5 separate regions of the Mus musculus genome follow, and all the other regions are linked to region 1. The links are chromatin contacts, called in public HiChIP or PLAC-seq and promoter capture Hi-C maps. All regions are on one chromosome and are shown on one strand. The core of a region is the stretch at or near the end of the contact, and the rest is flanking DNA. Distances in the headings are between cores, read along the strand shown.

Region 1 (4,202 bases), core at 281-2,780:
GTGACTTTGCAGGGTGTGAATTCCAGCGGTTCTGCTTCATACTTCTGGAAGGGTGACAGTGTAGGCTCCTTGGCTTCAGGCTCTCATCGGTGAGATGAGGGGCTACAAGTCTGCAGTTAGAGTTGGTGGGCGTGGTATGTCTCCCACTCATAGAGAGCCCAGCACAGGGTCTTGCTATAGAGAGAGGCAGACAAACACTGCCTTAGGCCGAACCACTTAGGATGTACTTTTATGCCCCAAGAGCGGTGTCTACCGTGCCTCTGGCTCTGGGGTCTGAGTTTGGGAGCCTAGTTTTGTACTGTCTGTGTGCAGAGGTGTCTGTCCATATTTCAGCCCGAGCAAGCAGATACATGAGCCCCGTGTGCTTGTGTTCATTGTGGTTCGGGGATTGGTGTGTGCAGGCACGGAGTGAATGCATTTCTCTGTAGAGTTCTGGGTATGGATCTACACAGGAAGGGAAGCCCACCCAAGCCAGCACAGCAAATCAGAGTCAGGGGGTGAATGCCCTGGCCCATCTCCCAGCTCTGTCCAAATCCCCGGAGATTTGCAAAATTGCTCCAGAGAATCTTCCCCAATCCTGAACCTGTCTGGAGCCCAGCTAAGACTCTGAGCAACAGACTTCACTTTGACTCCTTCTTCCCAGACACAGGCACAAAGGCACACACAACTCTCCTAGAGGTCCCGTTCCCAGGTGCAGTCCAGGAAACCCATGCACAGAAGTAAGCCCTCCGCCTTCTCCCCAGATGCCTCTACACCTCATGCCCATGGGAAGGCCCCGTGCCAAACCACCGTATCTAAAATAGCAAAGGCACCCAAGATTTGGTGAGCAAGTCCCTCGAACCCACTCTCCTGCCCTCAGGGTCCGCCCTTTCTCAGCACTACTGTTCTGTGCTGGGTTGGGGCGGGGGGGGGGGGGGAGGGGGGGGGACACGACGACTTTGATTTCCCTCTCATTCCAGACCCCCTACAGGACACAGCACTGTCAGTCAGCATAAAGTTTAAAGCGCTAAAAAAAAAAAAAAAAAAAAAAAAAAAAAAAAAACAACCAAGTTTTCTGCAAGGCTCAAGGTCCAGAACTCCAGTTCAAATTTGCATACTGGTTTGGAGCGAGATGAAAGCGTGCATCTCTGCAGAGAGGCCCAGGCAGGACGCGAGGCCCAGGGGTGGATCTGAGCCCCACTCTTGCCCTAATTCTGCGGGAGCTGCGCACGCAGTTAAGCAACGACCCACACCAGGAACCGAGGGTCTCTAGGTGCGTGCGTGCGTGCGCGCCGCGTGTGCACACACAGACACACACACACACCCGGGGGCGCGGGGGGGTGGGGTGGGGTGGGGGCGTGCTGGAGAAAACCCAGCAGAGTGAGGTGGTCCAGGCCCAGGAGGGCGTTACCATGGTGATGCTCCTCTGGTCCCCGCGTTGGCAGTCTCTGTCCCGCGAAGCTCTGGCTCTCCTAGCTCTGGAGAGAGTGCGAAGGGCGAGAGGAGTACTCCTAACCCGGCCTCATCCCGAGGGGCAGCCAGACCCGGACAGGGAAGAGGGAGAGGGGACCCAGGCTGAGGAGGCGAAAAGGGGGGGGGGGGAAGAGGCGGGCCACCCCGTGGGGGGGGGGCGGGGCGGCGGCGGGACAGCGGCCCTTTGTGCGACGCCTTGCTCTGCGCCGCCCTGCTGCCGCCGCCGCTGCGGGTGACAGGAGCCCGACGTTGGTCCACTCCGCACCCCCTGCCGAGGCCACCGGAACAGTCTAGGGGTGTCTGGCGCTGCCCAGCGCTCCCTCCAGCGTCCCCACCCAGGACTGCTGGCTTCTTGTTCCTATCTGCAAGTCATTTTGTCTCCTAAGCCTCAGTTTTTCAACTGTAAAATAGGAAGGTGGTGGAGGTGATGCTGGTGAGGATAGCACCCCTTCCTGGAATTGGGGAGTAGATGTCAGCATCAGTCCTGACGGCCCAGTGTCAGGCTTGGGATGGCGGCTAACACACACACAGAGCCTTCAAGAACTTGAAGCTCCCATGGCAGACACCCACATTGCTATGAGGCAGGGTGCCCCAGACACCCACCACGCCTGTGGACTCCCTACCACGGAACCAATCGTGGAAGGAGAGGTGGGCTGTTTGGAAGCCCCTTCCTGAGGTGTTCTGTAGTAGCTTTCCCGTTGGATGACTCTGGAATCGAGCTTTTTATTATCAAATACTGCACTGAGCCAGAACGACACAGACTCCCTGTCCTTGGGGAGCGATGGAAGGGGGTGGGGGTTGTCACCTACGGGGAATGGGAACAAGAACGAGAGGAACAGAAAAAATAACCGTGAGTTAACTGCTGAAAAGGAATGGAGTTGATCAGAAACTCCCGAGAGGGGGCTGGAGAGATTTGGCCACCCTTCTCCAAGACACAGGTTCAATTCCCAGCACCCATATGGCCATTCACAACTACCTGCTAAGGGAATCTAAGGCCCTCTTTAACCTCAGAGGGCACCAGGAACACACATGGTACACAGATACACACTCAGGAAAAATATTATTATTATTATTATTATTATTATTATTATTATTATTATTAGAATGACGAGACCTGAGTGAACAGAGAGGGGCCGCAGGAAATGGAATTCCAGGCAGTGGGAACAGGCCACGGGAGGCCTCCAGGGGGATGGCTTAAAAAGATTGGGACAAGTAAGTGGAGACCGCAGGATGGCATGGTGGTAAAGGCTTCCCTTCTAAGGCTTATCCACAGTCATGTCCCCCTCACCGCACCCTACCCCACCCATTGATTATCTAGTCTCTTCACAAGAACCTGTGCTAGGAGCCATCCCAAATCCTTTTTTACTGAGGGACTAGTAATTCCCAACTAGTAATCTCACTCTGCTGTGGGGCTCCGAGCATTCCTTAGGGATGTTATTTAAACATCAGATAATCCCTCCCTAAGAAGCAGAGAGGGGAGGGGGCTTTTGTTGTTGTTGTTTTGTTTTGTTTGAGAAGGGTCTTATGTGTCCCAGCCTGAGGTAAAATTCCATATGCAGCTGAGGATGGCCTTGACCTTCTGACCCTTCTGTCTCTGCCTCCCAAGTGCTGAGGTCACAGGCATGCGCTGCTACTTGTGTTTTATGTGGGTCTGGGCCTTTGTACACGCTAGGCAAACACTCTGCCAACAGCCCCATAGGAATGCATTTGTTTAAGGGGAAGAAACAGCCTTCAGTTTACTGTGCAGAATTCAGCTGGGAGGTGGGGTTGTGAGTTCCGCGGACTGCAACGAGGAGACACAACTAGCAAAAGGGTCAGTTTTCCAGGGTCACGGGAGACAGAAAGGATTCTGAACTAAGTAAGCAGAGAAAATGGAATTGAAAAGGCCTTAGGAGCTTACAGAGTCTTTGAGAAAGCTTGGGTCTCTCCTCCGGGAAGGATGCTCCAGGAGTCTCACCGTCGGGAATAATCTAGAAGCCCCTGAAAACCTGGAGGACGACTTCAAGCTGTGAGCATGCTAAAATGGAACTTTCTGCACATCAGACACTCTCACAAGTAAACTGTGGGGCGGACCCAGCCACTGGCAACACTTGAGAGATGAAGAGCCCCAGGCAGAGCCTAGGGGGTGGGGTGGGGGTAGAGAGCTGCATTCCTGGACTGAACAAGGCCTCCATTCTAGAAACCACTCCATTAACTACCTTGGTGTGCTGCCTGCATGAGTCCCAGACATTCCTCTTGCCTGGGTCACTGTCCTTAAGCCTTAGAAGGACAATCCAATCAGGCCCAGCTTATGTGTGCTCAGGAATCCAGTAGAACTGTCCAGATGAGGAAGAGCTGGTCATCCAAGAGGAGACTAGATAGGAAGGAGGGGAGAGGACGTAAAATGGACTCTAAATGACATGGGCCAGTACAATCCACTGCTGGGCTTCTGAGCAGCCATCACACCCTATGCCTATGTAGTTCTTCCCAAAATGTGCTGTGTGGATGTGGCATGACAGTTTGACAGGCACCCAGGTGTGTGGATGCTCATGTGTGCACTTCTATAAATACACATAAACACACAGAGACATATACAGACATATACATAGGCACAGATACATGTAGACACACATACAGACATCTACACAGACACAGATACCCATAGATATACACACATAGACACAGACATACACACAAACATATACACAGACACAGGCACACACAGATACACACATATACATAGACACAGACACAGACACAGACACAAACAT
Region 2 (4,276 bases), core at 710-3,209, 860 kb before region 1:
GCTTAGGGAGCCCTATTCTCTTGAACACCGTCCATAAGGTTCACTGCAACCCCTTCCCCCACAAAAATCCTGCCTCCAAATAGAATCACATTCTGGAACAGTAGAGGTTAAGTTCTGATATATCTTTGAATAGAGGGTAAAGAATTCATAAAACATCTTTTTTTTTTCTGGGTGTGGTTGCTCACACCTTTAATCTCAGCATTAGGGAGACAGAGGTAGACGTATCTCTGTGAGTTCAAAGCTAACCTGGTCTATATATCTATATAGAGAGTTCCAGGCCAGCTAGGATGACACTGTGAGACCCTGTCTCAAAAATAAAAAACGCTCAAGCAAAAATGACTGTCTTTATCTATCCATACATATTGGGCACTTTTAGGGCAAGTCCTGTATTAAATATTTGTTCTCTCCAGACCATATATATGTGTGTGTGTGTGTGTGTGTGTGTGTGTGTGTGTGTATGTATATATAATATAACATAACATATATAATATATATAATGTTTTGTCTGCATGTATGTATTTGTATCACATGTGTGCTTGGTACACAGAGACCAGAAGAAAGCTTCTGGTTTCCTGACATTGGTGTTATAAAGGATTTTGTGCCATTATGTGGGTGCTAGGAACCAAGCCCAGGTTCTTTTGGAAGAGCAGCAGACACACTTAACCACTGAGCCTCTCTCCAGTCCCTAGTTACTCGTTTGTTGCTGTTAGGCTCCGATAGAAGAAACTTTGCAAGTTTGTTTTGGCTTGGGTTGTCGATGACCGTCTATGTCTACCATTGGGAGGACCTCACAGCAGCAGGAGTTTGGAGCAGCACGCTTGAGGATTCTGCCTCAGAAGTAGAAAAGAAAAAGGAAAAAACAAAAACAAAAAACCAAACAACCCAAAATCCATCTACACAATTGATTTTGAGGCTGGGCATGGCTCAGTGAGTGAGAGTGCTTATTGACTAAACATGAAGGTCTCAAAGACCCAAAGTAAAAAGCCAGGCATGGTCACTCATACATCTTTAACGCCAGTCCAAGGCAGAGGAGAGGAGAGGATGGATACGGGATCCCTGCGGCTTTCCCTATCTCAAGGGAATAAGGTGGACTATAATAGAGCAAGACACGTGATATACTCTGGCCTCAGCAGCCATAGGTACATGCATGTGAGTGCATATGCCACACCCGTACCCACACCAATACCCACCCGTGGCACACATAATTAAAGGATTTAGGGGTCAGGGCCACATCAGCTGACCTAGAGATAGTTTATCTGGCTGCCAAGCTGAGTTCGTTGGCTGGAGGCTTGATAACTGCCCACGTGAATCTCACTCTGCGGGACTTCCCAGGAATGATCAAGAGCGAGGAAAGAGGAAGTCACAATGTTTTTCTGTCTTAATCTCGGAACTCAAGCTCAGTATTTCCCCAAAATTCTATGGGTCACATTGGTCAGCGTGGGAGACTGTGAAGGCTTGACTATCAGGCACCAATCACATCACTGCCCATTAAACTCCATTCCTAACTGGTCTGCCGCACTTATTTCAATGCTGATTTTTGCCTTCCAAACATTTATCGCATTAAGGATTCCCTATCTATTATGTGACTTACTGACTATAAACTCCATGGAAGCAGAGATGTTCACTGGTCTCTTTTTAATTTATTATGGTGATTTGTTTTTGTCTGAATTATAGCATGGTAATGTTTGTCCTACCCCTTATATTGTAGATTTCTGGCTCAGACTTAGAACTGAGTTCTAAACTGGGGGGAGACCGGCTGTAATCAGGAGAATTGCCCCCAGTTCGAGGCCAGTCAGAGCTACACTGTTGAGACCCTGTCTCAAATCAAATAAAAAATTCATTAAAGCTTCAACCTTCGGTGTCTAATTAGGGGAGAGCAGGAGGAAGACGGCGAGGAAGCGGTGGACCTGGTAAAACCCGCTGAGCGGAATCTGCTGCTGCTCCCAGCACATCGCTTCCGGGTCACGAGGGATCACTTCCGGTGCGGCGGCGCGGCGTTCCGGGAGGTAAGTATTGAGGCTCGGATAACCCGGCCGAGGCTTCCCGGCGGGCGGGATCGGGGCGGCGTTGCGGGTTACAGCGGCTTCCGGGGTTGCGGAGGGCAGTTATCTGTAAAGGCAGTCTGCGTTCCGAGGAGACTGGGGCCCTCGCGAGGGTTGTGCAGGGCCAGGGCCCAGCCTGCCCTGCGCCGGGACCAGCCGGGGCTTGGCTTGTCGGGTGTGCCCTGGATGGCTGTGTTACCTCGGGCATCTCGATCTTCCTCTCCCGGTCACTTTCCTTCCCCGCAGAAGGCTCCCTTGGGCCTGTGCGGAGGATGCGAAGGCCGGGAGCGTATCAGTGCTTAGTTGCAGTGTGTGCTTGAGAGAAAACTGCCAGAGAAAGGGATGGGGAATGCGATAGCCTCCCCGGTGTCTGCGGTTCCAGTGACCTGACACCTGGAAATAGAAAGTGGAAGACTCCAGAAACAAACCGCGCATGGCTTTGAATTTGTGTGTTTTGAGTAGCTCAGTAGTGGAGACTCACCCAGCGTGCTTGAGTCCCATGTTCAGACCCCAGAACTGTTCTTCCCGGCCCTAAGATAGTAGCACGATGAAGTTTTACCTCTTCCTGCTTTACACGTAGGTCATCGTCTTGCTTGGCGTATCCCTCTGTATACGCTACCCCCTCATTAGTCACGTAGGACAGCTGCCTGTGTAACCCTCATATCAGCACAAGAGTAGTAATGATAGCCTTTGGGGTTTGCTGAAAAAGGTGCTATTTTAAACAGCCTTTTTTTTTTTTTTAAAGGAAGATTCTTAGGCTAAAGTTGCTAAGCTATTTGGTGAGAACAAAATTTTTGTTGTTTTTCCAAGACAGGGTTTCTCTGTGCAGCCCTGGCCATCCTGGAGGAGCTCTGTGGGTTGGAGGCTAGCCTGGTCTACAGAATAAGTTCCAAGTCAACCAAAGCTACACAGAGAAACCCTGTCTCGAAAAAAAAAAAATCAAAATTAAAAATCAGAGCTGGTGATATGGCTGAGTTGGAAGAGGGCTTACCCAGCGTGTAAAAGCCTTGGTTTTTATCCCTTGCATCCTAAGTCTGGGGGTGGGGCAGAGCATGCCTATACTGTTCTGGGCTGCATAGCAAATTTGAGGGCTCCATGGGAACTTTGCTGAAACATCAATAAGTGGTAGTTTTGTTTTTGAACCTCACATTGCCAAGGTTACAGCCATAGTGTGTAGTAAATGTTTACTTAGTTAGGATAGAGATGGCATCGAATTTGTGAGTAGAAACGGACAAAGACTGCCTTACGCTATGTGAAGGCTTCAGCCAGGCCTCCCCTGAAACAAGAGCACAAAGCCACTTCCTGGGAATAAGGGATGGTCACACAGGTTAGGGATGGATTCGTTCTGAAACCAAAATCTCCATAGCGGACGTCACTGCCAGTGTGGAGGTCTCTGCTATAGTCCCAGCAGAAGAACACATGAAGGCAGTTTTGAAGTGCCAGCAAGTGGGGAATTGGAAGGCATGTGATGATGCAGCGCCAGCAGTGTGGACGTCATCAAATGTTGCCAGTGTGTTTCAAATTCTATGTGCCCCAAAGGACACCATTATTAACTATGATACTGGGATGGAACAGAGCATTAAAGCCACCCATGTGATCCCTTAAGGACCATATTCCCTGCAATCATTATTGATAGAATTAATAACTTCAGATTAATATGCCATTAAAATATTTCTTTATTTTTAGACAGGGTTTCAGTTTTGGCTGGCCTGGAATTCAGCATACAGACCAGACTGGTTTAGAACTCAAAGAGATCTGTCTGTCTCCCTAGTGTTGGGATAGAAACTGTATTCTGTCCCAAGCAACTGCAGCGTCTTCTTGAAAGGTTTTATTAACTGAAGTTTTTAGGGTAAAAGACTTGGCTCTGACAGTGCCAACGAGCTAGATTTGGCTACTGATTGCTAATATTTTAGTTAATGAGATAACTAGCAGTGAAGATCAGAAAAGAGATGTATTCGGTGTGCCCGCATTGGAAAAAGGAACAAATAATAGGATCCTCTGGCTTCCAAGTCCCTCCCCAAGATTCTGTCATGGAGTTTAGGCTTGAATAGAGGTGGAGGTATGCATAGCTAAGCAGGTCTGGCAGGATGAGGTCCTGCCTGTCATTGATCCACACTGGTCCTCCTTCCAGTCTGCCCAGCAAGGTGGTCTGATACTTTGTAAAAACTGTATGAAATCTTTCTACACTTGCATAGAAAGTGACTTGCATAAGGGCTTCATCCTTTCTCTTTCCC
Region 3 (4,282 bases), core at 815-3,314, 630 kb before region 1:
TGTATTAAAGGGTTACAGCGTCAGGAAGGTTGAGAACCGCTGCCCTAAATGAATGAGGAGGCCTCCAATAATTATGGACTGAATGACTCAACACTCAAATTGTTTCTCCCCAAACAATCTTCAAGTTAAGCACTGTCTCAGGCAAGACTTTCCTACAGAAATTGACAACATAATTACATAATTGTATGGAATGGACAGGGATACAGGTCAATGCAAGAGATGAATCTTTCTTCCCACCACAGGGTCAGTTTCCATTACACAGATTTATTGTGACATACACACACACACACACACAAGCACATACATACATATTTGGCCAGATGTAGTGAAACATGCCTTTAATCTCAGGAATCAGAGGCAGGCAGCCTGGTCTACATAGTGAAACCCTGTCTACAAACAATAATGTATTTCTTTGAGACGAGCTCTCTATCTTATGTAGCTTCTTCCTTGGAGAAGACGTTCCCCTACTCTCAGCACTCCTTGGCTGCCTGTAATTGCAGCTTTGAAGCTCCATAAGCTCCACTTCCTCTGCCCACATGAGCATGTCTACTGGCGTCGTCCTTGTTCAGGCCATGTGTTGGCAGCCGCGTTAGGAAGACCTTATGGCCGCAGCTTCTGACATTTCTAGGAGACACAATCTCACAGGCAAATCCTCTGTTCTTCTGGCTCTTCAAGTCTTCTGCCCACTCTTCAGCCACGGGTTGTAGTTTCCCTTAATGGTCTTCATCTGCTGCAGAGAGAAGCTTCCTTGATAAGAGGTTGTTGGGAACTGGAGAGATGGCTCAGCAGTTAAGAGCACTGACTGCTCTTGCAAAGGTCGTGAGTTCAAATCCCAGCAACCACATGGTGGCTCACAACCATCAGTAATGAGATCTGACGCCCTCTTCTGGAGTGTCTGAAGACAGTTACAGTGTACTTAGATATAATAATAAATCTTTAAGAAAATTACCCATACACATAAAAAAGTGCCCAGCCATTGAGCTAGTCAAGGCATATCAAAATTAGCTTGGGGTGTGTGTGCCTTTCATTGGTGAATCCAGAGCGCTCTTGGGTGAGTGCAGCGCTTTCCCCAATGGGAACCAAAGTGGTTTAACTAATTTGCTGTTGTAAGAGGTGAGGACTGTGCTTATTTTATGAAAATAAGCATAGATATTAAGGATGTAGTTAGGGGTTATGCTGTTTAGTAAAGCAGTGGTTATAGGTGATAGGTTTTTTTCTTCAAAATCCATGACTTCAGTAGTCTTGGGTAACTGGCTAGGTGTCCAGGAGCAGACATGATTTCCCTCTCGTTGAGAAGATCTTAATGTCTAATTAGAGAGCTGTTGGTTACTGCCAAAGTATGCATGGCACTATTGCACCCTTACAGTTACTGTGCCATGCTGCTTGTGTGGTTCATGGGTGTCAGAGCTGGGTAGGGCTCTTGGTTGCTTCCCTTCTTTGGAAGCTTGCATGAAGCCTTCTGGTACCAGGAAAGCTATAGTCCTCAGGCAGGATTTATTGTTACATTGTATTTATTATTCATTTATTTATTATTTGCTTTGAGACAGTTTCTCTCTACGTAGTCCTGGCTGCTCTAGAACTCACTACACAGACCAGGCTGCCCTCAGACTCAGAGATCTTCGTGCCTCTGCCTGCCAAGTGCTCGGATGTAAAGTATGCACTACCACGATCTGTAGCGTGAACTACATTTAAAAGGCAATCCATGCTACGGCCGGCAAGGCACTGGCGGACAGGCCACCCGGCTCTCTAAGTTCCCATGGCCGGCCGCCGCCACCCCCCTCCCCCAGCCCCCCATGCTTCCAAATTCCTGTGGCAGGCTGGGATGCCCTGCCACCATACCTTTCTCTGGAACCCAGCTGAGTCGCCTCATGAAGGAAAACACCACACAATCTTAGTTTAGAATCAACAGGCAATACAATCGCTGGGTGCAGAAACTAGCATCCTGATTTTGTAAGCTATTCAAATTATAAATCCTCCAGGTGGTGCATCCCAGTGGATCTGCCACCTAAACCAGGAACCTCTTTCTACCTACATTGTGTACTCCACACTCTCTCCTGTCCAAAAGGAAGTCTCTTTCTCGTGCTTCCCTCTTCCTCTCACCGACCCAGAAGTCCCGCCTACTACTCACCCAGTGATTGGTCCCTTGAAATCTTTATTCATTAGGGGAAGATTTCTGCCACAGTGCTCTGCTACTGTTACCTTTAGGTGGCGCACGCCTTTAATCCCAGCACTCGGGAGGCAGAGGCAGGCGGATTTCTGAGTTCGAGGCCGGCCTGGTCTACAGAGTGAGTTCCAGGATAGTCAGGGCTATACAGAGTAACCCTGTCTCAAAAAACCAAAAAAAAAAAAAAAAAAAAAAAAAAAAAAAAGAACCAATTTCTAGGGCTGGGGCTGTAGTTTAGAGGTAGACAGCTTCTCTGGTATCCAAGAGGCGCTTGGCTCTTCCATACTACCAATAAACAAAAACAGCCTCCGAGCTGGGGAGATGGCTGAGTGAGATGCCTCAGGAGTGTAAGGGCTTGATTTTGAGTCTCCACGACAGTGCATGTGGGATCCTGTTCCGCCTCCAGGGAAATGGGAGGCAGAGATAGGAGAATGCCCAGATGCTCACAGGCAGCTAACCTGGGGTACACATCAACTAGCAAGGTGAAAGGTGAGTCCCAACAGCTGGGGTTAGCCTCTGACTTCCACATACTATAGCACAGGCATCTACATGTCTACATACACACATCATGCACATGCAAATCACACACGGTCACATACATACACTCTCATACACACACACTCTCACACACTCATACACTCAAACTCTCTCACACACACATACACTGTCACACACACACTCTCACACATTCACACCCACCCACACATATGTACTCACACTCTAACACACTCTACACACGTACACACACTCTCCCCACACACACATACACTCACACTCTGACACACACATACTCATACACACACTCCCCCATTCTCTCTCTCTCTCACACACACTCATACACACATTCACACACACACATATAGTCACATTCACATCCTGACACACACTCTACACAGTCACCCATGCTCACATACACTCTATCACACACATTCTCTCTTTCTCTTACACACACACACACACACACACACACACACACTCCTATTCAGTGATGGTGGCTCATGTCTCTAGGGTCTAGCAGTTGCAAGGCTGAGGTGGGATGACCCAATGTCTGCTTGAGCTACAGAGTGAGACCCAATCACAAACAACAAACAAATGAGACTCAACTTCACTGAAGCATATTTTACAAAATAAAACTAAATGAAAAATAAAGTACAGACCCACCCAGAGGGCTTGGGGTTACAGGCATGAGCCACCACACCTGGCTAACTGTATTCCTTTAACATCTTTGTCTAGCTTTGTCTGCAGGTGTCCTGGAGATGGTGGGCTGGGTTCTATTCCTTCTTGAATAAATTTTCTGAAGAAGCAACCATTTTGTTACAAGTTATTTATTTATTTATTTATTTATTTATTTATTTTTGGTTTTTTGAGACAGGGTTTCTCTGTGTAGCTCTGGCCGTCCTGGAACTCACTCTGTAGACCAGGCTGGCCTCGAACTCAGAAATCCACCTGCCTCTGCCTCCCAAGTGCTGGGATTAAAGGGGTGCGCCACCACGCCTGCCCAGCTTGTTACAAGTTATTTTAAGTGGATAGAAAGTTAGCCTTAGTCATACAGATTTAAAAAAAGACACAAAAATGAAACAAACAAAAAGACTCCATTTGCCCCATTTAAATTTATTTATGTAATTTTTGTGTGCTGGGTAATAGTTGTACCTCTGAGCAGGCCCTTGTCCCCTATTTTGACTTTTGATGTCTTAATTTACCTCATTCTATACTGTCAATCTCTTAACAAGCTAATGTAGCTGTCCTTTGTATAAGCACATAGTGGATTTTGCTCCATGCTTACAGTGTCAGCGTAGTCTAAATATCGCTATGTTCACTCTTACAAGTAAGATTTGTCCTCCTAGGTGCTCTGATTGATGTATTAATCTCTTTCTCCTGGTGGTTATGACTTCTCTCAGCTTTTAGAGGTATTTTTCTCTTTCCTTCATTTTTGGCAGACCATTTGGCCGGGCCTGGTACTGTTGGTTGACAGTCTTCTCCTGAGCACACGGTATACACCATCCCCCTCTTTTCTAGCCCCAGAATGTTTCTGTTGAGAAATCTGCTGATGGGCAAATTACAAACACAGTTTGTATTATTCACTTCCGTTTTCTTCTTGCTTTGGAATCCTTGATCTCT
Region 4 (4,111 bases), core at 915-3,414, 800 kb before region 1:
CAGGGTACAAACAGACACACCCAGAATGGACTTGGGGTTGTGTCTCTATCAGGGGTGTGTCTAGAAACGTGTCCTGGAGGATATGGCCCTTACCCAGGATCACGAAGGCCTGGGAGGGTGGAGGCTGGTGGTAGGGGTGGGCATTCCTGGTAGGGGTTACAGTCGGAAGCCCGGAGGGATGGTTAACAACAAAGAGTACTCAGAAAGTTCAGTAATGAAACCCTTGTGCTGGGTGGTTCTTCTGAGAACCTCTGATGTAAGGCTGCCCTCAAGGAGGGCACGTGTGAGGGAGGCTGTGTCTGCAGCAGAGCCAACAGCACTCTTCCACGTAAGACTGTGAGGACTTATCAGTGCAAACCTACCTCGTCTCTCTCATGGAAGCCTTACCCACTGGGCAGGCTGCTGGCATACTGCGGCTCAGGGGGAAATAGCATACGTTAGGTCATGCATATATTTGCACAACGGTGGAGCTCCGGGTTCAACCTTAGCCTGTCAGTCTAAAGTTTATGCTTTGAAGCTCTCTGTCTTCTCAGCTCTAGAACCACCCAGACCTTTCCTGTTGAATTTCTGGGGACAGATGTAGTGATACATTTGGCAAATAGTTAACCAACTCTCTGGAAGGAAAAACTAATGGGTTCATTGTCACATTTCTCCCCATTTCCAAGTAGAACGTACTTCCTCTGAGGCTGACACCAGGTGACCAGTCTGACATCACCAAGTATGGCACAGGGAAGGACACTGCTCAGTAAGTGCTTGCAAGCCGTTTGAGAGCCAGCCCCAGTGCCTCACAGGAAGAGTATCCACCCTCCCCTCCCCTCCCTCAGCCCAGAGTGGCCAGTAAAGGCCATTAGACAAATCTTAGGCATGGAGGAGGGCGGAGAAACCTGCTCCTCCAGCCAGAGCCTGCCCAGGGGAGCCCTGGGAAACTGCCGTTAATCTTTAAGCAAGCCCTGCGAACAGGAGTGGCTGGCTAGTTTGCCCGCTGTTCATGAGAAACCCTGAGCAGTCCCCGTGGCCACAGTGGGCTACCCTGGCCCCACTTGCTCTTGTCAGTGAGGCCCTCAGATCTTCAGCCTGGCCCACTCCTTCTTCACAACAGAGGGGGCTGGAACAGGAAGCTAGTGGACAGAACACACCCTGAGGCACCTGGCCTAGATGTGACCTCAGATCAGTCTGACTCAAAGCTTTGCCCTTTCCTGGTCTCCTGGGAGACATAGCTGTACCCTGGGGCTGGAGCCTCTCACAATCTAGGATGATGGGGGACTTGCCCTTTGGGAGGGATCTTTGCCAGAAGCCCAGGCCTGTGCCACATGAACCTCAGTTTCCCTGTCTGTGAGATGGAAGCACTTTCAAGGAAGGAACATGGAGATGGTTGATAGATGGTCAGGCCCATCTTTCCAGAGTGAACGGGAGGAGTCAAGGATGCTCCTGGACCCCCAACGGGCAGCGCTAGAACCTGGTGGTCTTTGAGACCAGCCTGAAGCCACATCTCATCCCGCTTGCCCCATTTTTCTTCTCTACTTCCTGTCCGGTTGGTTCTGTCATCCTCAGTGGCTGGCAACAAGCACACTGCCCAGCAGATGCACACGGTCTCCTTATGCATTGAAAGTGAATTTAGGCTTGGCCTAATTGAGCTGGGCCCCGCAAGTTCCTGCCCTCCATTGGCAGAGGCTGGAGGCTCCGCAAGTTCAAGGCCAGCCTTGGCCACATAGTGAGCCACTGTTTTGCCTTTTGATACATTTTAACAATACTGCCTCTCCCCCTCACTATTTCCCTGTCCCTTCGGTTCCAGTCTCTGAGGATTAGAGACACTCAGGGTCAAGGCTGGTGTGGCCAGTGCCTCAGTTTCCGGACAGTGCTAGCCACCGGTGCGTAGCTCAGGTAGCTAGGGTTGAACGCTAACGTGGTCCCGGGAGGCCGAGCCCGGCGCGTGGCGTGGGGTTGGGGGGGCGCCCCCGCGGGCGGAGCTGCGGGGGGTGGGGGGCTGGGTGCGGGAGGCGCGGGCCCGGCTCGCACAGCAGGTCTCCCGGGTCGCCGGCGGGGCCCGGGTCCGCGCTTCCTCCTTTCTCCGGCTCGCGGCGGCCGCGGCCCCTCCTCCCGCGCGCTCCCTCCCCCTCGCCGCCGCCGCCGCCACCGCCGCCGCCTCCTCCCTTTCTCTCGGTCTGTCTCTCCGGGCCCGGAATCCAACCGGCCGCCCCGCCGGAGCGGCCAGGCCGCTGCCCGCCAGCGCCGCGCGCCCCGCTGGGGTCCGCCCGGGCGCGTCCGGAGCTCACGGTCGCCGTGCAGGTGAGCGCCCCCGCCCCGCCGGCCCCGCGCCCTGCTGCGGGCTCCCGCCCTGCCCACTCTACGCCGCGGCCCGCGAGCTGCCCGCCGCGGCCTTTTGTTGGGATGCGCGGGGGAGGACGAGCGGGGTGCGGGGGGCACCGGAACGCGGGGACCCTCGGCCGCAGAGTCCCCTGGCTCGGTTAGGCCACATTTGAAAACCCGGCCGATCGGCGCCGCCCGCGATCGCGGCTGCTGGGCCTGGCGCCCCCGGCCCGGAGTGGGCGGTGGGGGTGGGGTGGGCGTTGGGGAAGGGGCACCTGGAGGGCCACACTACCTCCTTAGGTCTCACTGGGGCCTTGGGTAGGGCCTAGTGCTGCTGGTCTGGAAGAAACAGGGCCACCCTGTCCTCGCCCCCCATCCCCCCCAACCCCCAGCCTCGCCCCTGCGCAGGCCCAGCGACCGATGGACTCAGAAGTTGGCAAAAGTTTTGGGGTTTCACTACCGCCACCAGGTCCGCTTGCCCACCCAGGCAGGTACTGGAGGTGAGTTTGTGCCCCCTACTACGACCCACCACCACTTGTGCCTTAGTTAGCTCTCTGAGCCAAGGCCCTCCTCAGTGGTAGGTGGGCTGGTTGAAGGGTGGGGTGAACAGAGGGGACTCACTCTGGGTATCCATCCCATAAACCTTTGAGGCATTCCGATTAGAAAGGTGGACAGAGGTGTGTGAGGCTTCTGGGACCCTGAGGTCTTCCCGGCTTTACAGACTGCCCAGTGAAGGCAAGTGGTGTTGGGGTCATCTGGGTATAGGTCAGATTTAGTTACCAAGGTGGACACGGGGGCGGGGGCAGGGGCGGGGGCAGGGGACTCTTCCAACCTTATGGAGTCCAGGTGTCTAGGTTTCTTGTTTTCCTGAGTGACCTGAGCCAGGGACCGCCCCTTGGACTATTCACATCAGTGACTATTCCCTGCACTTCCGCAGCCCAGGACTTGGCATATATGGGGGGGCGTGCTCAATAAATGAGTCCCATCCTGGAGCTCGCTCGCACAGGATGGTTGAGGTACCTGTGGCACAGCTGCCTGCAGAAGCGGGTAACTCCGTGCTACAAAGGGTTCCCTTTGGCCTCAGTCCTCTCAGGGAGGATCGATCAGTTGGCTTGTGAGGTAGCTCGGTGGTAGAGCACAGGCTCAGCTTGTTCAAGGCCCTGGTGCTAGCTGCAGAACCACAGGAAAGAAAATGGAGCAGTTATAACCAGAGCTGCTGATATCCAGTGAACGCCTCCCGGGGTTAGCCTGGTCTGCAGCTGCAGAGGAGGATATAGCCTTCCTGAGGAGCTGTCTGGCTGCCCTTTAACCCACCGTGACGGTGAAGGGTGTGTAGTTTTAGATCAGGCACAAGGCATTGTTGGAAGTTTCCCTCCATATCTCTCGCACCTGGCAGAGACATAAGGCCCTACTGGAGATGAGGTGTGTCTGGGTGAGGTAACCTTTCCACAAGGGAAGTGATTTACAGTGTGTCACCTCTCAGCTGACCTCCTGTCTACATCATGGGGCACACACTAATGAGTGCTAGGAGTGCCATGCTCCCTGCTCCGTCCCCTCCCCCTAGTCTCTTGTTCATCCTTGTTCATCCCAGCCTTAGGGCAACCCTAATCTCTCCCACCCCACCTTCCTCTATCTCCTGTGTCCTTTTCCCGAACCCCCTCTCCCCCACCAGCCTCCAGCACATAGGCTGGCTCCTGTTTGGGGCTTCTTCCCTGATTGTCATCTGAGGGTGGGGGTGAGGATAGGGTGTGTCTCGCTCCCCTAGCCCCCCAGGAATCTCGGAAGGACATGGTTAAATGATCTT
Region 5 (4,597 bases), core at 1,977-4,476, 890 kb before region 1:
CTATCCTCACCAGCCTGTGGACACAGAGGCCGGCCATGGGCCATTTGACTTGGTTTCTGTGAGTTGGTGAGAGATCAATTTTTCTTGCCCCCATCCGTCCCTACCCCCAGGACCGCCCCCTCTCACCTCCGAGGTGACAGGTATCTCTCTCCGATTGAGGTTCTGCTCAGGTCCCACTGACCGCAGACTGGGCATCTGCTCCAGCCACCGCCGTAATTCCCTTTTATACCTTCATTTTCCTAAGTGTTGTCAGCGTCAGAGAGTCGATTGCGCAGAGGTCAACCAAACGTGCCGTTTTTAGCATCGGACAAATTAATGGAGGGAAGTGGTTTCTGTGCCCCCACTAATTAAGACTCATACTGAACTTTTCCTTCGTCTTTGTGGGGGTGAACAGAATATAATGTTGAATGATTATTCTGACGCTAAGATTCTACTAATTATATTTGCAACCATGTCATGGCTTTGCTCACTCCCCCAAACTGTGCTTTTCCAAGTTCCTATAATTCTGTTTTGTCCACACGTAACTTTATTTCACTATGGAGTAGACAATATTACCAATAAGTGGTTTTATTTTCCCCTTTAGTGGGGAAAATTGTTCACCGTCTCCCTTGTCATCCAATTATCAGAATGTCCCTGGGTTTGATTTATACCAGCTGCTGCCGTCAACAGGCAGATTTTGACAGCCGAACCCTGGAGCAACCTCTGTAATGTGTCAGGACAGCCCGACACTGAAGCTGCCTCAGAGAAGTGTGAAGGGAGAGAGAAGAGATGGGGACCTTGGGAGAACTGTGATGTTTCCAGACTTTTCTAGCCTGTAGCTAAGCATTCTCAAGAAAGGCATTAAAGTGGCTGAGGCAAATGTGCTGGCTTCTCATGGGACCCTGTGGACCAGCAGAGAGAGATCCACATGGAGGTCAGAGACCTGCCTTCTCTCCACTCTGTCACTTACAACCTCTCTGACCCCTGCAAGCTCCTTCTACCCTTAAGGCGACAGTCTCTGTACCTGGGAATAACAGCTTTCAAAGGTTTTAAAAGTTTCTTTTCTTTGGACATCTATATAACTAGAGCTCATAAAACAGATTCTTAAGGGCCTCACTGAGTCTTGGAGTGTGTGTATCCGATATGCCAACTTTTTTTTTCCTTTGAGACAGGGTTTCTCTGTATAGCCCTAACTGTCCTGGAATTCAGCTTGTAGACCAGGCTGGCCTCAAACTCAGAAATCCGCCTGCCTCTGCCTCCCGAGTGCTGGGATTAAAAGCATGTGCCACCATGCCCAGCTTCCGGTGTGTCAGCATTTTAGGAGGCTGAGTCCAGGAGTTCAAGGCTAGCTTGGGCAATATAGCAAGGAGCCTGCTCAAAAGCAGGCAGAGTAGAGACAGCTCAGTCTGTAAAGGGCTTGTGATCAGAGGAATGAAGTCCTTTTTCTCCCATTGTGTGTCTCTGACAGCTTGCTTATCCACGCACCCTGAGGAACCTTTAAGTTCATTCTTGTTGGAGGCTGTACATTAAGATTCACTCCACAGAGCTGGAGCTTAGTGATCAAGAGCACAGGCTGCTCTTTCTGAGGACATACGTTTGATCTCACAGGGTGACTCAGCCATCTCTAACTCCAGTCCCAGGGCATCCCAACGCCCTCTTCTGGCCTCTGTGGGTACTGCATGCATAGGGTGCTCAGACCTACTTGTGGCAAAACACCCCCATGCACAAAATTATAAATAAATAAATAAATAAATAAATAAAACTTGTGTCTTAAAATTATCAATCTTGGCAAGACTTAGTGAGAATGGGCAAATCCATTCGTCTTGGAGGGTTCTAGGAGGGGAACCGTTGTTGTGCAGTAAGAGAATACTTTGAATATTCAAAAAGCTGCCAAGCATTAAAGTGTCTCAGCAAGTGAAAGAGGAGAGGAGGAGGAGGGGGAGGAGGAAGAGGAAGAAGAGGAGGAGGAGGGAGAGGAGGAGAAAGAGGAAGAAGAGGAAGAGGAGGAAGAAGAGGAGGAGGAGGGAGAGGAGAAGGAGGGAGAGGAGGAGGGAGAGGAGGAGGAAGAAGAGGAGAGGAGGGGGAGAAAGAAGAGGAGGAGGAGGAAGAGGAGGAGGAAGAAAAGGAGGAGGAGGGGGAGAAGGAGGAAGAGGAGGAGAAAGAGGAAGAAGAGGAAGAGAAGGAAGAGGAGGAGGAAGAGGAGAAGGAGGGGGAGGAGGAGTGAGAGGAGGAGGAAGAAGAGGAGGAGAGGGGGGAGGAGGAGGAGGAAGAAGAGGAAGAGGATGAAGAGGGACTGACTAACAAACTGTCCTCCAGACCCAAGTTGTGCCTTTTGCATTCCCTCCAGGGCGAGGGAGCACTACTGCTGGCCAGTTCTTAATCCAGCATTTGTTTCCTTCTCTTACAAACTCTTACTAAACATCTAATTAGCCCCCACCACCCCCAGGCTGCAGCGCTCTTTGCACTAGTGATCCTGAGCGCCAAGGTCTCATTTCCGCCATTTGGGAATGTCTGGGTCTCTGTCCTCTGAGCTGGATTTGGGCCTTGAGAAATAAGGAGACCCAGCATCAGAGGGCTGTGAGAAGCAGAAGCTTCAATTCCAAAAACACACAAAAGCGCTCAAGAATTGCAGGGAGAAGGAAAGGTCACTTTAACCAGGAAGCACTTCTTCAGCTGGGAAAGGAGGCGGCCAGTGAGTTCCTATGAAACCACGCTCTGCCCCACGAGGGAATCTGGACAGGGCACTTCATCCTTCTGCACCCCAGTTACTGCGTTTGCAAGGTGGGGTCATGACACCTGCCTCCCCGGTAAGGAAGTGGAGACAGGCTGTGTCTTAGCAACAATTTCCAGCCAGTCCTGAGCTCAGAAAGCCAAGCGGAATGGTTAGGGAAGCTGGAAGCCATCTTACTAACAGGCTTTATTTGTTGACAAGCCTACTAAAATGGGGTGAGAAAGCCAGAGTCTCAAGAATAAAAATCCAGCCTCCACCTCCGATTCCCACCACCCCGCTCTGGCTGGCTGGCCTCGCTCAGCACTGGCTCCTTCCCAAGATGTGTTTTTAACCCGACCTTAATTAGTGATTGTGTTGGTGTCTAGGGGCTTGAGCTGAAACAAAAAAGAAAGCACCCCAGAGAGAGGTGGATTCTAGAAGTCCCCCCAAAGGCTGGGGCAGCGGTGGACAGGCTGAGAGGGAGACAGGCCGCACATTTGTGTTGCAAATTTCCAGTGTGAGAGCCAGCCATTCAAAGAGGTGGCTGCTGCAGGCTGGGCAGGCAGTGGGGAGGGAGAGCCCATGAACAAAGGGGGCCTATCTGTGGGCCTCAGACCCCACTTTGTGTGAACGATGGAAGCATTCCCAGCCTGCCCCAGAGCACTGTGCAGGAGATGGAGAAGTCCCAGACCCTGGACTTCCCGGTTCCCTTGACTCTCTTGCCCTTCTGGGTCTGTTTATGGAGTCCTCAGTAGCAAGGGTCACGTGGATGTACATGTGTGTTATGTCAGAGCCAGGCCACCAGTGTTGGCTACTGTAGCCTTTCTGGGTGGCCCCAGACAAGTCACTTGATTTCTCTGAGCCTTGGTTTCTTTTTCTGTAAACTGGCCTGGTTGGTCCTCTCTCCTAGTCTGTATGGTTCCTCCAGAAAAGGCGCATTGGCTGGGTGGTAATGCTGAAGCCCCCCCCCTTTTAAAAAACAAAAAACAAAAACAAACAAACAAAAAAAACCAGCCTGTATCCAAGGAGGTCTCCAATGAAGAGGCAAAGTCAAGACTTGCCTATCCAAGCTGGTCTCTAATCCCAGCATCCTCCATCCCGGTAGATGGAGGTAGAAGGACCACAAGGTCAAGGAGGGTTCAAGGCCGGCCTAGGTAATTTTCAAAATAAAAATTTTAAAGGGGACTGGAATTGTAGCTCAGCGATGCACAGTTGTCTCTGTGTAACACCTCCGGGTTACTCGAAAGTGCTGCCCCCTTATGTAACAGTTCTAGTAAATTCTTCTTGCTTAGAATATCTCACTGTGGCAGGGGAACTATGAGCTATAAATGTATACCGGGCTGGCTATAGGGTGAATAGAGTTAATCCAAGCCTCATGCTACAAGGCTACTGTCCCTACATGGGGCCTGTCTCTACATCTCCTTGGCCTGTCTCTCCAAGAAACATTCTCCCAGCCTGGGGTGGGATCTCCCCTGGGGTTGGATGATTTTATAGTGTGTGTGTGTGTGTGTGTGTGTGTGTGTGTGTGTGTGTGTGTGTGTGTGCAGGGGTGGGGTGTGTGGCGGGGCGCTTTCTTTCTCTAAGCCCCTCCAGATGCTGGGGACCAAAGCTGATCCGGGTCCGAATAGCAGGTGTGTTGGTGAGGAGGGGGAGTTGGTAAGAGAGCACAATCTCAGGCTCACCAGAAATGAGCTCAAATGGGTCGTTTTTGTTCTAGGACACTAAGACATCAGACATTAGATGGTTTCCCTAAAAGCCCTGGGAGTCTTCCCGGAGAGAAGGGTCATAGCCTCAGGCAGCCAGAAGGTGGCGCTGTTCTCCAGTCTTTGGTGGTGTCAGGCTTTGTTTCAATGTCAGAAGCCCCCTTGTGTGGGGCTTTGTTCCCTATGAAATCCCATTAACAAAGCA

The links. Promoter capture Hi-C pulls out the DNA fragments that hold promoters and counts their contacts. HiChIP or PLAC-seq counts read pairs in DNA pulled down with a chosen protein or histone mark.
Region 2: a contact with region 1 is called in a promoter capture Hi-C map of cranial neural crest. The contact joins the promoter of Manbal here to the promoter of D630003M21Rik in region 1. A contact is called at or near these places in 1 of 39 promoter capture datasets (cranial neural crest) and 2 of 115 datasets of contacts at active chromatin or transcription factors (embryonic stem cells and pancreatic cancer cells).
Region 3: a contact with region 1 is called in a promoter capture Hi-C map of second pharyngeal arch cranial neural crest. The contact joins the promoter of Platr27 here to the promoter of D630003M21Rik in region 1. A contact is called at or near these places in 15 of 39 promoter capture datasets (the 3T3-L1 cell line, 3T3-L1-derived adipocytes, the C10 cell line and 8 more), 2 of 15 datasets of contacts at CTCF or cohesin (both in embryonic stem cells), 3 of 484 Hi-C or Micro-C datasets (LSK cells, bone marrow-derived macrophages and brown adipocytes) and 2 of 115 datasets of contacts at active chromatin or transcription factors (embryonic basal ganglia and stem cell-derived neural progenitor cells).
Region 4: a FOXA1 HiChIP or PLAC-seq map of pancreatic cancer cells shows a contact between it and region 1. The contact joins the promoter of Src here to the promoter of D630003M21Rik in region 1. A contact is called at or near these places in 2 of 39 promoter capture datasets (HPC-7-derived erythroid cells and neutrophils) and 1 of 115 datasets of contacts at active chromatin or transcription factors (pancreatic cancer cells).
Region 5: a contact with region 1 is called in a promoter capture Hi-C map of hippocampal neurons, with 4 times the contacts expected there. The contact joins the enhancer-like site here to the promoter of D630003M21Rik in region 1. A contact is called at or near these places in 5 of 39 promoter capture datasets (the 3T3-L1 cell line, embryonic stem cells, hippocampal neurons and 1 more).

What each region holds. Positions count from the first base shown.
Region 1 is chr2:158,227,694-158,231,895 of GRCm38.p6, forward strand. D630003M21Rik (RIKEN cDNA D630003M21 gene) reads right to left here and starts at 1,531. Exons shown (of 14, transcript NM_177657.5): 1 at 1,391-1,531. The coding sequence starts at 1,393.
Region 2 is chr2:157,365,635-157,369,910 of GRCm38.p6, forward strand. Manbal (mannosidase, beta A, lysosomal-like) reads left to right here and starts at 1,960. Exons shown (of 3, transcript NM_026968.3): 1 at 1,960-2,006.
Region 3 is chr2:157,595,256-157,599,537 of GRCm38.p6, forward strand. It overlaps Platr27 (pluripotency associated transcript 27), which reads right to left and starts at 2,065. Exons shown (of 2, transcript NR_166472.1): 1 at 1,840-2,065; 2 at 324-730.
Region 4 is chr2:157,422,129-157,426,239 of GRCm38.p6, forward strand. Src (Rous sarcoma oncogene) reads left to right here and starts at 2,165. Exons shown (of 15, transcript NM_009271.3): 1 at 2,165-2,286.
Region 5 is chr2:157,337,230-157,341,826 of GRCm38.p6, forward strand. The region is part of intron 1 of Ghrh (growth hormone releasing hormone); the gene reads right to left. Among named protein-coding and RNA genes, the nearest start is that of Ghrh, 7.1 kb to the right of the region's middle. Within about 2 kb of position 3,227, at least 81 of the 459 cell types and tissues checked have an H3K27ac peak or open chromatin away from gene starts, as enhancers often do. A contact at or near this core is called in hippocampal neurons, where this site is marked.